Linked DNA regions of Zea mays: region 1 is linked to region 2. The links are chromatin contacts, called in public Hi-C maps. All regions are on one chromosome and are shown on one strand. Each heading gives the region's core, a stretch centred on a gene start, on an enhancer-like site or on the middle of the called end of the contact. The rest is flanking DNA. Distances are from core to core; before and after follow the strand shown.

Region 1 (7,433 bases), core at 511-3,010, 370 kb before region 2:
TGGTCTTGCTGTTTTAATGGGCATGATTAGGGGGAGTGGCGAGTTGCGTCTGAAAGCAACACTGTCTGCCTGCCCTCTGCTCCTGTGTCCTCTGTAGTACCAGTTTGTCACAGCTGTCGAAACCTGGATTTCTACGCAGACGGAGACACTCATGTACAGTTTGTGAGGTTTCAGGCTGGCCTACCTCCACGAGGGTCTGGAGCCCAAGATAGTTCACCGCGACATCAAGTCCAGCAACATCCTCCTGGACCGGCAGTGGAGCGCCAAGGTGTCGGACTTCGGGCTCGCCAAGCTCCTCTGCTCGGAGAGGTCCTACGTCACCACCCGTGTCGTGGGAACGTTCGGGTCGGTGTCGCTTTTTCTCTGTTTTTTTTTCGCAGGGAGAGAGGGCTGTTGTTTCAGTTCAAGGGAGTTCGTCATCGTCTCCCGCGTGCGTTGCAGGTACGTGGCGCCGGAGTACGCCGAGACCGGGATGTTGAACGAGAGGAGCGACGTCTACAGCTTCGGAGTGCTCGCGATGGAGGTCATGACCGGCAGGACTCCAGTGGACTACACTAGACCAGCCGACGAGGTGGGCTACCACTAATTGGTGTTTGAAAGCATGTGCTACTGCTCGTTAGCTCCATGCATGTGTCCAAACATGCTCTAGATCGCTGCTGCTCTTCTCTCCTCAGGTGAACCTGGTGGAGTGGCTGAAGCGCATGGTCGCCGACCGGAGGGTGGAGGAGGTGCTGGACCCGAGGCTGCCGGAGCCGCCGCCGTCCAAGGCGCTGAAGCGGGCGGTCCTGGCCGCGCTCCGGTGCGTGGACCCGGACGGCAGCCAGAGACCCACGATGGCGCACGTGGTCCATATGCTCGAAGACGACCAGATTCTCAGAGACGTACGGCGATGCCCCGTGTGTGTAATGTCAGGTTGAGCTTCACGGTGTTCTCGCTCTGACAGTGACCGCTTTGAAAATGCCTGCAGGAATTCAAGCTCGCGCGGGATCTGTCTCCTCGGGAGTCGGATAGCTACGAACGCGAACACAGCAGGTGATGGATGGGAGGCAGGGCAGCAGTCTGGGACAGGGACAGGACACTGGGAGGGATGTTAATAATAGCAAGATGTTTTTGGTACAAGTTGAGATCTCTTGCCTTGTAAGATTGTACGTATGTGACACCTTTGGTTAATAACAGGCATACGGTATTCTTGATCATCAACAACAGTGCCACCAGCTAATCCTCCTCCATCAGCCCGCTATGCGTTGCCAGTTGCCACTTTGTGAAGGAAGAACCATCACATGGTGCTGCGCAGTACCTGAATCCGAGCACTATAAGGCCCTGTTCGGTTTCCACTGATTGGAGATCCGGAATAATTCCTAGCCAAATTATTTCTCTCATTTATATAAATTTTGATGAGCTGGAACGAATCTAGGTTTATTCCTATGCAAACGAACGGGCCCTAAACTGAAAAACATGTTCTTTTTTGAGCTGGCCTGGATACTAAAATTTGTCCAGCTTGGGCCTCCTCCCCATACACGGCCCGGACTTGAGCCCCATCTCATATCCTCACATCGCCCTTTTCACTAGCAGCAGGGTCTGCGTTTCCTGACCTGGGATATTTGCTGTGGGTCCGCACGAGATATTTTCCTGTGGGGCCGGCCGATCTGTGTCATGCGAAACCAAAAGGCATTATCTTATCTCCAACGCATGTACTACGCGCCACAGCTCGCTCAAGGCGATAAGGCCATTTATCATCGGCGAAACCACGCACTAAAACACCATACCGCGCGTGAGAGCTCGTCGTCGTTTCCGACGGTGAAGCCACGCGGAGGATAGCCATGGCCGCCTTACTCCACCAAGCGGCTACCCCGACCGCAAAACCACCCCACCGCCCATGGGCTCTCAACTCCACACACAGCCGCCTCTCACCGCTCTCTAAACGACGGCGCGCCCCAGCCATCCGCTCGGCGGCCACGGACAGCAGCTTCAGCTCCGGCGAGACGCCGTCCAAGAAGACCACCCGGAAGGAGAAGCAACAGGAGCGGCGGCGGCAGCAGGACGTGCAGGAACGGCAGCAGCAGCTCCTGGGGATGGAAGAAGCGTCCCTGGCGAAGCAAGACGGCGGCGGCAGCAACGGCGAGGTTGACGACGACGACGAGCTTCCGCAGCCCGTGTTCGACCGCATCCTGCGCCGGATCGCGTTCACGGTGGGCCTTCCCATGGCGTCGGGCGTCGCGCTGCTCAACGTGTACGACGCGCTCAAGCGCGGCCAGGGGGTGGTGGTGCCATCGTGGGTGCCATTGCTGACCATCCTCGTCGCCTTCGGCACGTCGGCGCTGGGTATCGCCTACGGCACGCTGTCGGCTAGCTGGGACCCCGACAAGGAAGGGTCGCTGCTCGGCATCGACGAGGCCCGGGCCAACTGGCCCGTGCTGTGGCAGGAAGAGATTGAGAAGCAGAAGGCAAAGCAGAAGAAGAAATGACCGGCTGGACATGAGACTGAAAATCTTGCGCACCTTGCTACTGATCATGTAATATTCGTTGGGGGTATCGATCCTACCTTTCAGTAAAAAGAAAATATAAATTAGCTGAGTAATACACAAGTACTGAATTTTGAATAGAGAATACTATAATAGCGATTGCTTGTCACACTGTATAATTAAAATACAATAGACACAGCTTACAACAAACAGACAGTAAAAAAACAAACAAACTAAAAAAGACTGCGTTGCGAGTCCATGTCCATGCAGATGCAGTAGAACAGCCAAAACTGAGACTTGGCAAGAGAGACTCAGAGAAGACCTAACCCGAGGATAGCAGTTGGCAGCATAAGCCTAAATTGTTCTATAGAAACAACATAGCCTTAAAATGTTCTCTAAATATAGCATAGCCTTGATGTATTAATCAAGCCACCGAACGACACCATCTTCACTCGGAGCTCCAAGGACCTCAATATAGACCCCAAGTACAGCCTTCAGAAAAAATTAACCACCAGGAAAGGTATAAACAACACATGGAATCAGTGCAAGTAGTTCGTTTCGTCTGACTACTGGGGATATTTGTGTATGTTAAGTTTATCCTGCTTAGAATGGCAAGGATGAATGAACGTACCATAGCATTTTTGCGATTAACAAGTTTGCAGTATTCTGAAAGGCACCCTTCCAGCATCCAGCTCTCACAAACATCAAAAGAATGACTTGCGAAGACGAACTCCATCTTATTATTAGCCTGACAATGCAATAAAAGACAGTCCAACATTTAGAAACATCAACGGCGATCAAATATTTCACTTTAGAAGATGAACACATTTACTTCCCATTCTCTTTTATTTGGCATTTGACAAACTGTCTTGGAAGGTTATTTAGACAAACATGAGATGGCTACATGCCCGTAATGGACTAATTAATCTGCTTTATGTTCCACATTAGATTTGTCTGTCTCATGAATCACCCCCCATTTATTTTGGTTGCCAATTGAACAAAGACGCCTTGTAGACTGTAGTGTACACTAAATGCAGATAAGATATGGGAACTCTGGAGATATCTTTTCAATTCCTAATACACTGAATATGGGGTTATATGCATGGGTAATTAGTAATTTAGTACAAACCAAACATGGTAGCTACGATTCTCAACCTTTTAAGCTTGAAGCTACAAATCAAGTATGATAAAGTGCACATGTACATCATCAAAAACAACAAAAAGGATGAAACAAGGAGAGCAGTTTAGCAGATAGCAACACTACACCTTTTGAACAAATCCTGCAGTCAATTAGATAACTGAGAACATGGAATAAAGGTATTGTTAGACTGTGTGTGGGCCGGCACCACTATTGAGCTGCTGGCCCATTAGGGTTAGGGTTAAGTCTCTATATGTATGTACCCCACTCCTCTATGCAATATATCAAGCACTTACAATATTCTACATGGTATCCAAGGATTAGGGTTAGGCTTTCTCCTACCACCTCCCACACTAGCCGCCGGCTGCTTCCACACCTAGGACCAGCCGCCGCCCCCCGGGAGGCTCATCCTTCCCTCCCGAGGGCGGCCACACCCTAGCCGCCGGCCCTCTCAAACTGCACCTCGAGCCTCCCCTCGCCGGCCATGGAGGTCATCGCCGGTCGCCTCTGCAGCTCGCCTCCAACACCGCCCCTCCTCTGCTTGCCGGCTCCGCTCCTCCTCCGCCGGCCTCTGGCGGGCACGACCCCGGCCACCCCCGCTCCCGACGCGGACGTCCGCCCTGCCCCCAACCTCCTCCACCGGTCGTCGGCCGCCGCGCACGGTAGTTCCCCTAGCGCAAGCTTGCTCTCTCTCCTCTCCTAGCTCGGCGTAGGCCCCTGCACAACGCGGTCGCCCCTCCCCGGCCACGGCGCGGAGCGCGCCCCTCCAGGCTGTGCCGCCGCCAACGCCCCTGCGCGCTCCCTCCACGCGGTCGCCCCACCCTGATCGGATCCACACCTCCCACTCGCGTGTCGGGGCAGCCGCTGCCAGCGCGCCGGTGCCGCTCGCCGGAGTTCACGGACGAGCCCCGACGCTCGCGCGCTTGGACAGCGCCCCTCCCTGTGCGTTCGTGTGTGCGTCCTCCGGCGCCCCATCCCTTGGCCGCGTCGCCTCCCCGTGCAGCCGGCGGCCACGATCCGCGCCGCCCTTGGCGCGCCCCCTCCAGGCCGCGTCGCAGCCACCCCTTGTGGCCTCTTGACCGCGGACACGTGGCCTCCCCGTGCTATCGGCCGCCCCGATCCGCCGCCGCTCAACACCGGTTGCGGAAGGACCTTAGGGGGCGTGCTGCCGTCTCGGCATCTTCGCCCAACAGCGCCTCTTCACGCCCCTCCCGTCGCCATCGTCAACCCGTCCTGCCAGATCCGGCGCGGCCCCCTGCCCGGCTGGACCTGCCCCGCCGCCCACCCTTTCATCGCCTTCGTAGGATCCGTCGCTGTCGTGGCCTTCCCGGTCGGATTCACCGTTGCTGCGACCTTCCCGGCTCGTTCCGCCGTCCATTTGACCGGATCGTGCCTTCCCGGCTGGATCCGTCGCTGTCGTGGCCTTCCCGGCCAGATCGTCGTTACCCCTTCTATTCTGCCGCGGGCGCGGACACCATGACCGGTGCAGACGCGTGCACTGCCGTCGGCCTCCCTGGCGGGGCTCCTCGACGTCCGGACGATCGAAGAAGCAAGGTCGCCTTGCTGGTGCTCTTTTGTTGTGCCGCCCTCGCCGACCGTTAACGCTCGAACGTCGACCCCTCCCGAAGAACAGGCTTCTGCTGCGTGTCTCCCGATCGCGATCACCTCGATTTCGGCTACCTCGGCATCCAGGGGCTCTCGTCTTCTTGGAACACACACCGGTCTCTACTCCAGCCGCAACATTCGCGTCATCACGACTCTGCGATTGCGGGAGGATTTCAACCCGTCGACTCCTACCTTCGGCCTCTACTCCAGTCTCATCGTGTGTGGTGCCCCCATTGCGACTGCAGGGGGATGTTAGACTGTGTCTGTGTGGGCCGGCACCACTGTTGGGCTGCCGGCCCATTAGGGTTAAGTCTCTATATATATGTACCCCACTCCTCTATGCAATATATCAAGCACTTACAATATTCTACAGGTACCAATAGTCATAGGATCAATACAGATGTGAATGCATGTCAATAACATTCATCAGTTACTACCAAACACAAACAGAGCATAGCTGCTTAACTAGTATCCTCCCTACTTCACTAACTCTGGAAACATAGGAATATTGAGCTCACTTTCTAATAACAGTAATTTAAAAGGCGATACCTGTAATAGTTTGCCTCCAGCAACAAAAGATCGCAATCCCATAGTGTCCTGACGGTCATATAACATATTATCAGTATATGTATGTGCACATATCCAAATTAATGGGATGTTCAAGTAACAGCAAAGGATAGAAAAAGAAAGGAAACAAACAATAACACCACCTTGTTTCTGAAAGTGACTAAAAACTGAGCAGCAGGATCCCTCTTTGTGGCATTTGGTATCACATCAAGATACCATCCACCGCCAGTGACCCTCTCTCTTGAAACATAAAAACCTGAATTGTCTCTTGTCTTTAGAGCAATAACAAAACCTTCTTTTAGCTTTTCAGGAGGCCTTCTACCAAGCCCTACAGGCAACTTATTTTCAGAAATTATCTCCATTGGAGACTCAACAGAAGACTTCTGTTTATTTTTTGAGTCCTCAGGCGATGCAAATCGTGAACTAGAACTTAACACTTGGTTATCATCGTCTCTGCGTGAAGAATAGTTACTTCCACCTTCTACAGTTGACAATTCATCCATTTTCTGTTGTGATCTACGGCGAGCAGGTCTCTTTTTCCCTTTCTTTCCAGATCGGCTGCGCCTCCCTTCAGATCTGGAGCCAATGCTTTGAGATTGTGCAGAAGCTTGAGGCTCTTCAGGTTGTGAAATGGCTCTTCTCTTGTCATATTCTGCAGTCAATTGGCTTTCTTCTGTTTGCTGTTCACCATCACAAATCTGTAAAGGATGTTCTTTTCCTTGTTTATCAAGTTGATCATCGTCACATCCCATTTCGCTTATCTCTTCATCTTCATCAGAAATAACATTGTTTGGAACAACACCATCATAGAGAAAGGACTGCAATATTGCGATTGCTTTCTCTCTGATCTCCATCCACACTTCTTCACTGTAGTCTGCACTTCGAGGAAGAATTAATACATTTGGCATCTCACGCACCTGTGATCAATGAACACATAACAAGTATTAAATCATTTGTTTGAAACATGACTTTTCTATTAGCGTATTATAAGTACAGCAAGCATCACAAGTGCAAAGTAAGAAAACTATAAACCTGCCACGAGGGAACAGCCTTACCAGCGACGAGGTAGGAAGCCAGCGGGCAGCGGCTGCTGAGGATCAGGTTGCTAGATTAGCTAAGTTGGGGGAATTGAGATTAATTCTAGGAAATCATGATTGAGGGGTTATACAAAATAAGTTTGGCAAGGTTTTTTTTTCGAACAGCGCTGAGGATCCCTGTGCTTCTCCTTCGTCAATCGACTCCGTTGGGCCAACACCACCAATCCTATGCTGGTGGCCCTACAGGACAACATCATCGCCTACAACCGTAATTCACACTAGGCATTGGTGGACGGCTTGGTCACATTCTGCACCTAGCTATATGTCCCACCATCCTCCACGATGCTCCAGGACTTGGGCTGATGTCCACAACGACAGCCACGAAGGAGTCCAATGTACCCTACATCGACTCCACCGCGACTTCCACACGCCTAACCTTAGAGCTGTGGTGCAGGCAAGGTTTTCAAGTCGGTAAGTCGAGTCGAGTCGACAAGGTACCGACTTGGTGACTAGTCGATAAGTCAGTCGACTAGTCGTCGACTTACCAATATAGTGGCTGTTTTGCCTATATAATGGCTTCATATAGACAATATATCAATTATATATGAAGAAAGAGGATGTTTT
Region 2 (7,278 bases), core at 2,913-5,412:
TTTATGGAGCTAATACATTTAATGTTTTTCTATTGAACAGGATGAGTGGTAGGAATAAACCAAAGCGCACTGCTAGGGGGTTTCTTAATGCGGCTAGCAGGATACTCCCTGGTGCACGTTCCCTTTTCCAAGGGAGTTCTTCTAGCCAGAGCAGACAGGAGGCGTTGCTGAGACACGCTCGGCCAGAACTACGTGATACACCTATCGCTCTACAACGGACTACCGATGTAAATGTTTATGCAATTGATCTTATTTGTCAGTCACTTATATAAATGATCTTATGTAAATGTTTATGTAAATTTTTACGTGTCTCTATTTCATGTGCATAGGAAGAGGAGGACGACGAGGAGGAGGTGCAACACCATGAGGAGGAGGACGAGGACGAGCAGGCCCATGAGGAGGATGACGAGGAGGACGAGCAGGCCCATGAGGGCTTAGATGCTGAGGCGGATGACGATACCACCGAGGCTCCTGTCGTTCGACGAAGGGGCACTCGGAAGGGCCACTTTGTCCTACCTCCGTCGGCGCCTGCACAATCTGAAGCTCGAGTACTGATCATTCCGGTTGGTGATAGGTACTCACGTTTGGCCACTTTGTTCTTACTTATTTGTTTATTTTACACTATATATATGACATGACTTTCTTGTTTTTTGTCATGCAGCCAATGGGAAGACACGTCATTTGACGGTCGAGGTCACCATAGACAGGTTAATCAAGTCTTAGGTAACCTCTGTCGTCTACATAACCCAGGAATTGTCACCGACCCGAAAGGTGTGGTGGTTCCTTGCACTAGCTGGTCGCACTTCGTACTGGCTCCACATGCTACATATGGAACAGCTCAAGGCGCCGTCAAGCACGACTTTTGGGTAATTTTTTCGAACTAACATTTATTAGTTGTTTCAACCTAACATTTATTAGTTGTTTTTGAACTAATTTTATTTTCGATGTTGGACAGAGACGCTATCGTGTGGAACCTGAGGCTCAAGAGCATGCAGACCGAGTATTAGAGAAAAATGCGAAAAAGGTGTGCAGGGATGCATTTTCCAATGCTCGTCTACAGGTTGTGAACGCGTACATGAAGCACCGAGGTCATTCTATCAACAACTTTCGACAATATTCAGATGTCTACTTGACTGTAGACCAGTACATGGAGGTAAAAATCTAATTTAACAGCTCATTCAGATGTGAATGTAATTTTGAGCTAACGCTTTATATGCAGGTAACTCTTCCATGGATGGAACACCGGCCGCAGGCTTACAAGGCTTTGTGTGAGATATGGGCTTCGCCCGAGTGGATTGAGAAGTCAAACAGAAATCGACATAGACAGCGCCATCAGCAGGACGAGGACGATGATGAGGTCGTAGTCAACCATACCTATGGGGCTGATGGACACATTCGGTTGGCTAAGCGAATGGTGAGTATGTAGTATTCTGTTTTACTCAGAAATGAAATAGGATTGAACTCATATATTTGCAGGAGGCTCAAACTGGAGTTGTCCCAAGCCCAATCGATGTTTATAGGAGAGGGCATCGAGCGAAAAACAGTGAAATCTCCGATGAGCTGTGTAGTCAAGCGACCGTTGAGCGTATGGTTAGTTGTTGTTATGATTAATGTTTTCTTCCCATATAGCTATAAATTACATGTGTGTTGAACCTTCATATTGTATTGCAGGAGACATATGGACAGGAGATGGTTAAGAAGTATGGAGAAGACTACGATTGGCGAGGAGCGCCTACCATCGACGCTGAGGTTGTGCATTCACTTGGCGGCAAGGCGCATGGACGGTATGAACTTGTGAATTGTTTTCAATAATATTGAAACTACGACCGAATAGCTAATTTTCTTGTTCTTAAAGATATTCTATGTTTACCGGTGTTATCGATTCGACGGAGTTGCGTTCTCGTGGCGGCTCTTCGTCGCAGGCGGGCTGTGGTAGTAGCAGCCGTAGTCGCCGCTCTGTATCTAGCATGGAGGAAGCTATGAGGGAGCAGCAAGAAAAGTTTCGTGAAGAGATGCGGCAACAACAAATGGCATTTCTCCAACAGCAATCAGAGTACATGGCTGCTTACAACGCACAGGCGCAACAAGCAATGAACGTGAGTGTCTTATTTATTCTCAACACGCTCGATATTGGTTCTATAACTAATATATTATATTTGCAACAGTCTTGGTTTCCACAGCAGGCACAACAGCAACCATTTGTTTTCCCTCAATTTCAGCCGCCGATGCCTCAGTGGGGATTACATGCTCCGCCACCTCCACCTCCACCTCAGGTTATTCAATTTAGTTAAGACTTGTCGTTTGTATCAACCTAATTGTCAAATCTTTACTAAACTTGATTTTGTAGGGATCCGGGGTCATGGGCCACAACACGCCACCACCGGTCATACCAGCACCAGGAGCTTATGCAGGGGAGGGAGCTTATGCAGGAGAGGTTAGTTTGAGAAACAATTTGTTTGAATAGTCGTTATACATGTAACCAATGCCGTTATTAATGTCATCTTTTTTTTAGGATCCAACCCCGTTACACGACTTCGTCGACCAGTTATTGGCTTCTGGAGGTAGTGGACACAACTCCAACGACCCCAATGTGTGATTAAGTTAGCTTTGTGTCGCACTGTGTTGTAATGAACTATTTTGTGGACTTTATGTTTGTATGGACTATTTGTGGACTTTATATTTGTATGGACTCAAGTTTTATGTTGTGAACTCAAGTATGAATTTTCTGTGATTGTATGGAATTTCTGTTATTGTATGAATTTTGTATGAAATTCTGTTATTTTTCGCATTTTTTTTCATTTTTTTTTTTTGCTCTGAAATTAGTAATTTTCGGCGGCCCCTCTAGCCGTTGAAAATAGGTATTTTATTTTCGGCAGTTGTTATTTCTGGCGGCTGACTGGCTAGCCGCCGAAAATAAACTGTTATTTTCGGCGGCCAGGTAGCCAGCCGCCGAAAATAAGTTATTTTCGGCGGCCAGACACTGGCCGCCGGTTTTTTTTGGCGGCCAGAAGCCGCCGAAAATGACTGTAGCTGTTGTAGTGATCTAAACAAGGACAGTTGATGCATGGTGTTGAGTCGCGAATTTTTTTCCAGATATACGGACGTAGACGAATCCGATATTGGCTAGTGCGAGCAGCAACGTGCTAGCTAGACGCCTAGGTGAACAAGAACAAGGGTGATCCTCCGGTCCAGCATGCAGCTACACCGCACACACTACAAAGCCATGTGCGAACTACGGAACGCTCCTGCAAATGTTCGGCCACGTTCCCCTCTTTCAAAAAAAACGCGCGTATGCATTCTGGCTGCGAGTACTACTTGAGAATCGTATTTGGAGCCCGTATATCCCGAGAAAACAGAATTGCAGACGTGGCAAATAGCTTGCGTGTAGTTAGAAATAACAATAAATTCTAAATTTTAGTTTGGGAGCGAGAAAACCGGGGGATTGGATGGACTTGATTCTCTTTCTTATTTAAAATTAAATAAGAAGGGGAATCTAACCCTTCTAATTCTTTTCGATTTTATAGCTTCTAAAACTAAAAGATTTAAGGATTAGACCATTTTAGGATTGGACCATATTTCTATTTATTTTTAAACTAAAAATTATTTAGACCTCTATTATTTTACGAAAAAATATTTGGATTGCGATCCATTAGCACACCTGTTTGCAGGTGGTGCCTTGCGGACACCGATCGGGCAGCCGGTTCGGAGATTCGGAGCGTGCGTACGTGTGAATACCGTCAGAAGTTCAGAACACGTGGCAACAGAAAAAAAACATCATTTCCATCTGTATATAGTGCATGTTTTCGTATTATATACGTACCTTGAAAGAGTCCTGTCCGATGGCGCTTCGTGACCGCCGATCAGGGCCGAGCGTCAACGGCGACGCCAACAACAATGGCTCAGAACAACAAAAATAATGGCGCGCGTGTGCTCTCGCTGTCTCGTTGTTTCCATTGACTTGTTGGATTCCAATTCCAAGGAGGAAAAAGGAGTACTGTACTGTAAAGAATCTTGCCATGGCAAGTTTACCAAGTGAAACAATGGTTTCTGATTTCAACATTAATTTTTTCTTTCTTGCGTTTTACTACCAGGCAGCAACACATTCTAGACTCCCGTAGACGGAAGCAAGGACCGTCTGGCCGTCTACCTATGCTATGAATGGCCTCTGAGCTGAGCTTGGGCGGGCTGCCTGCCTGCCTGCCTGCCCGCCCGCGCTACCCGCTGCTCCAGTCCAGAGCCCAAGCCAAGCCTTGCGCGGTGCGCGCACCAGTTGGCCGTGTCAGTTCAACTACCACCAACCCCTGCGCTTTAATGCGGGAGCACCATCAATTCACTCTCACTCACTCGCCACGCACCGCTCGCTGCGCTGCAACCTCTGCTCCTTTTACCACCGGTCCGCCACCACCTTCCCTGCGCTGCTAGAGCCTTCCTGGCGGCGGCGGCGGCGGCGTGGATCGATATGGGCGCCGCGGCGCGGTCGGCATTGGCGTCCGCCGGCCGTGCGGCGAACGAGGCCGTGAGCTTCGTGGTGTTCCTGCTGCTGGACGCGCTGGAGGCGCTGCTGTGCGTGGCGTACAGGGTGGCGGACTACGTGGCGGAGGGCGCGTGGCGGCCCTGCTACTGCGCGCGCCCGTCCCCGGCGTCGTCGTCGGGCCCCGCAGGTGGGAAGATCGTCGTGTCGGAGCGGGGAGGCTCCAAGGTGGTCAGCATGCTGTCCGCCACCAGGCTGCACCTCGAGGACATCTCCGACACGCTGTACGCGCGCCGCCGCTCCGTGCTCGCGGTCGCGGGGGCGGCGTTTTCCTCCCCGCGGCGCGCGGCGGCGGGGGTCACCGTGCACTCCGCCCCCATCGTGCAGATGATGCTGCGGGGCAAGGCCGGCGGAGACGGCAGCAACAAGTACCCGTCGCCGCGCTGGTCCGACTGCCACTGCGCCAACTGCAACCCGGCGGACACGGGCCGCCTCTTCGTGCACGTCGAGGCGCCACCAGCTGGCGACGGCGGCGTGGCGACGGAGGAGGACGTGCTGTTCATCCACGGCTTCATCTCGTCGTCGGGGTTCTGGACCCAGACGGTGCTCCCGCACGTGAGCCCCGAGGCGCGGTCCCGGCGGCGGCTGTTCGCCGTGGACCTCCTGGGGTTCGGCCGCAGCCCCAAGCCGGCGGACTCGCTGTACACGCTGCGGGAGCACGTGGAGATGATCGAGCGGTCCGTGATCGAGCGCCACGGGGTCAAGTCCTTCCACATCGTGGCGCACTCGCTGGGCTCCATCCTCGCGCTCGCGCTCGCCGTCAGGTACCCCGCCGCGGTCAAGTCCCTCACGCTCGTCGCGCCGGTACGTGTAGTGTTCTCGACATCATCTCATTCCGCGTGCGCTCTCTCTGTCTCTCTCTCTCTGACGCTAGCGCTAGCGCTAATGCAGCCGTACTTCCCGGTGCCGCGCGGGGAGGTCGGCACGCAGTACGTGCTGCGGACGGTGGCGCCGCGGCGGGTGTGGCCGGCCATCGCGTTCGGCGCCTCCGTGGCCTGCTGGTACGAGCACCTCAGCCGCACCGTCAGCATCGTGCTCTGCAAGCACCACCGCCTCTGGGAGCTCGCCTTCCGCGTCTTCACCCTCTACAGGTACGTCGCTCGCGTACGTGGATGAAATAATAATAATAATAATAATAATAATAATAATAATAATAATAATAATAATAATAATAATAATAATAATAATAATAATAATAATAATAATAATAATAATAATAAGTAGTAGTAGTAGTAGCAATAACAGTAATAATAAGGGGAAAATTCAAGGAGTTCAGTGCGCATCTGCGAGGTGAAATTAGGTCAGCGACCGACCGGCTCAACGGCATTTTCTTTGCATCCAACAAGAGGTTTTTGTTGGGTCATGGTTCACGATACGCCGCGCATATGGCCATCTTCCTCCATTCCATTGGTTCGGTTTGATTTGCACAAACCTACGGGCTAGTACTAATCAAGCTCACAGAGGAGACCATCATATCAATAGGATCTCAAGGGTACTCCACTCCACTCTCTTCGTACTGCAGCATTTAGGACCTCCGGTAGGGCCCAGCTGAGCCTGCGCCGCTTCGTCGATGTGATCAATGGCAGTTAATAGGGTGCATAGGAACCAGTTGACCGCGGTCTACCGTTCGGGTGCTTCTGTTGAGCTTGAGGGCCGGCCGGCCATCTGCCGGTCCACCGCCGGTGCCGTGTGGCATGGCCAGCCCACTGACCAACCTACTGCGCCCCAGCTACTCGGCTGATTTCACTAAATCCTATAGATCTCTTGGACCGTTATAAACTGCGACTCGATTTAATTCTATGACAAGTAAAAGGGTTTTCTAGTTTCGGTCAAATTTGTATAAAAAGATATATAACGTCTGTTACATCAAAGAAGATTCATCGCAGGCGTCGTGTGATATATTTTGACAGTGGATTTGTTTGGTATTGTAGATGTTGACACTTTTTTTTGATAAATTTGATCAAACCTCGATTAGTTTAACTTAGAACCAAACAAAAAGAAGTTGTAAAATTTAAAATAGAGGTACTGTCAGACTCAGGCCACGCAAGGCAGCATAAGTTCTGCGGAACATTTTGGGGTGGGATTTTTTTTACGTTTCTTGTATGAATATGGTTTTAAGAATGTTTTTATTTCTTCAAAGCTTTCAATGCTCCACAACGTTTGCTGGAGAGAGTCAGAGAGAGAGAGCAACTTACTTTCGTAGGAAACAAACGCAAGTATCGTTCATTTTTAGATCCAACAGCCAACAGGGTTTTTTTTTCACGAAATGGTGCATCGTCCTACTAATGCCTAAAGGTAAGCTAGCGTATTTAGCAGCGTAAGAATCAAAGGAAATGGCCATTAATCGTCCAACACCCCCGCTCCCAGCAAGATTTGGTTAAGCGTGCCATAAAAGGAGCGGATACAGATCATCGTCTCTCCATTCAGATGTATCCAGCGGGGTGCGGGTGCACGTACTCCCAACTACCAACTAAAAACAAGCACAGCAGCACGGTTTGGTTTGACTGTTTGAGAGACACGGTTGTTGTTGTTGTTGTTGTTTTTTCCGGTTAACCAACCATTCGTCGTGCTGTGCTCCTTCTCCCTACGGGCAGGGTACGGACGTACCTGATGGACGGCTTCTTCTGCCACACGCACATCGCGTCGTGGCACACCCTCCACAACATCATCTGCGGCAGCGCGGGCAAGATCGACGGGTGGCTCGAGGTGGTCAGGGACCAGCTCGCCTGCGACGTCACCGTCTACCA

The links. A called contact is a pair of places that touch in the nucleus more often than the background predicts.
Region 1: a Hi-C map of ear shows a contact between it and region 2, with 7 times the contacts expected there. The contact joins the promoter of LOC100285356 here to the promoter of LOC103637402 in region 2. A contact is called at or near these places in 12 of 25 Hi-C or Micro-C datasets (bundle sheath, ear, endosperm and 6 more).

Annotation. Positions count from the first base shown.
Region 1 is chr1:83,208,666-83,216,098 of Zm-B73-REFERENCE-NAM-5.0, reverse strand. LOC100285356 (ABC-type Co2+ transport system, permease component) reads left to right here and starts at 1,760. Exons shown (of 1, transcript NM_001158248.2): 1 at 1,760-2,620. The coding sequence starts at 1,821. The coding sequence ends at 2,465. It overlaps LOC103637470 (C-terminal binding protein AN), which reads right to left. Exons shown (of 7, transcript XM_008659655.4): 4 at 5,916-6,689; 5 at 5,755-5,802; 6 at 3,094-3,210; 7 at 2,590-2,954. The coding sequence ends at 2,883. It overlaps LOC100384693, which reads left to right. Exons shown (of 6, transcript NM_001177169.2): 4 at 175-571; 5 at 675-881; 6 at 968-1,198. The coding sequence ends at 1,036.
Region 2 is chr1:82,837,121-82,844,398 of Zm-B73-REFERENCE-NAM-5.0, reverse strand. LOC103637402 (alpha/beta-Hydrolases superfamily protein) reads left to right here and starts at 4,162. Exons shown (of 3, transcript XM_008659607.4): 1 at 4,162-5,335; 2 at 5,423-5,622; 3 at 7,126-7,278. The coding sequence starts at 4,460. It overlaps LOC103637411 (a long non-coding RNA gene), which reads right to left. Exons shown (of 4, transcript XR_558157.3): 4 at 6,872-7,278.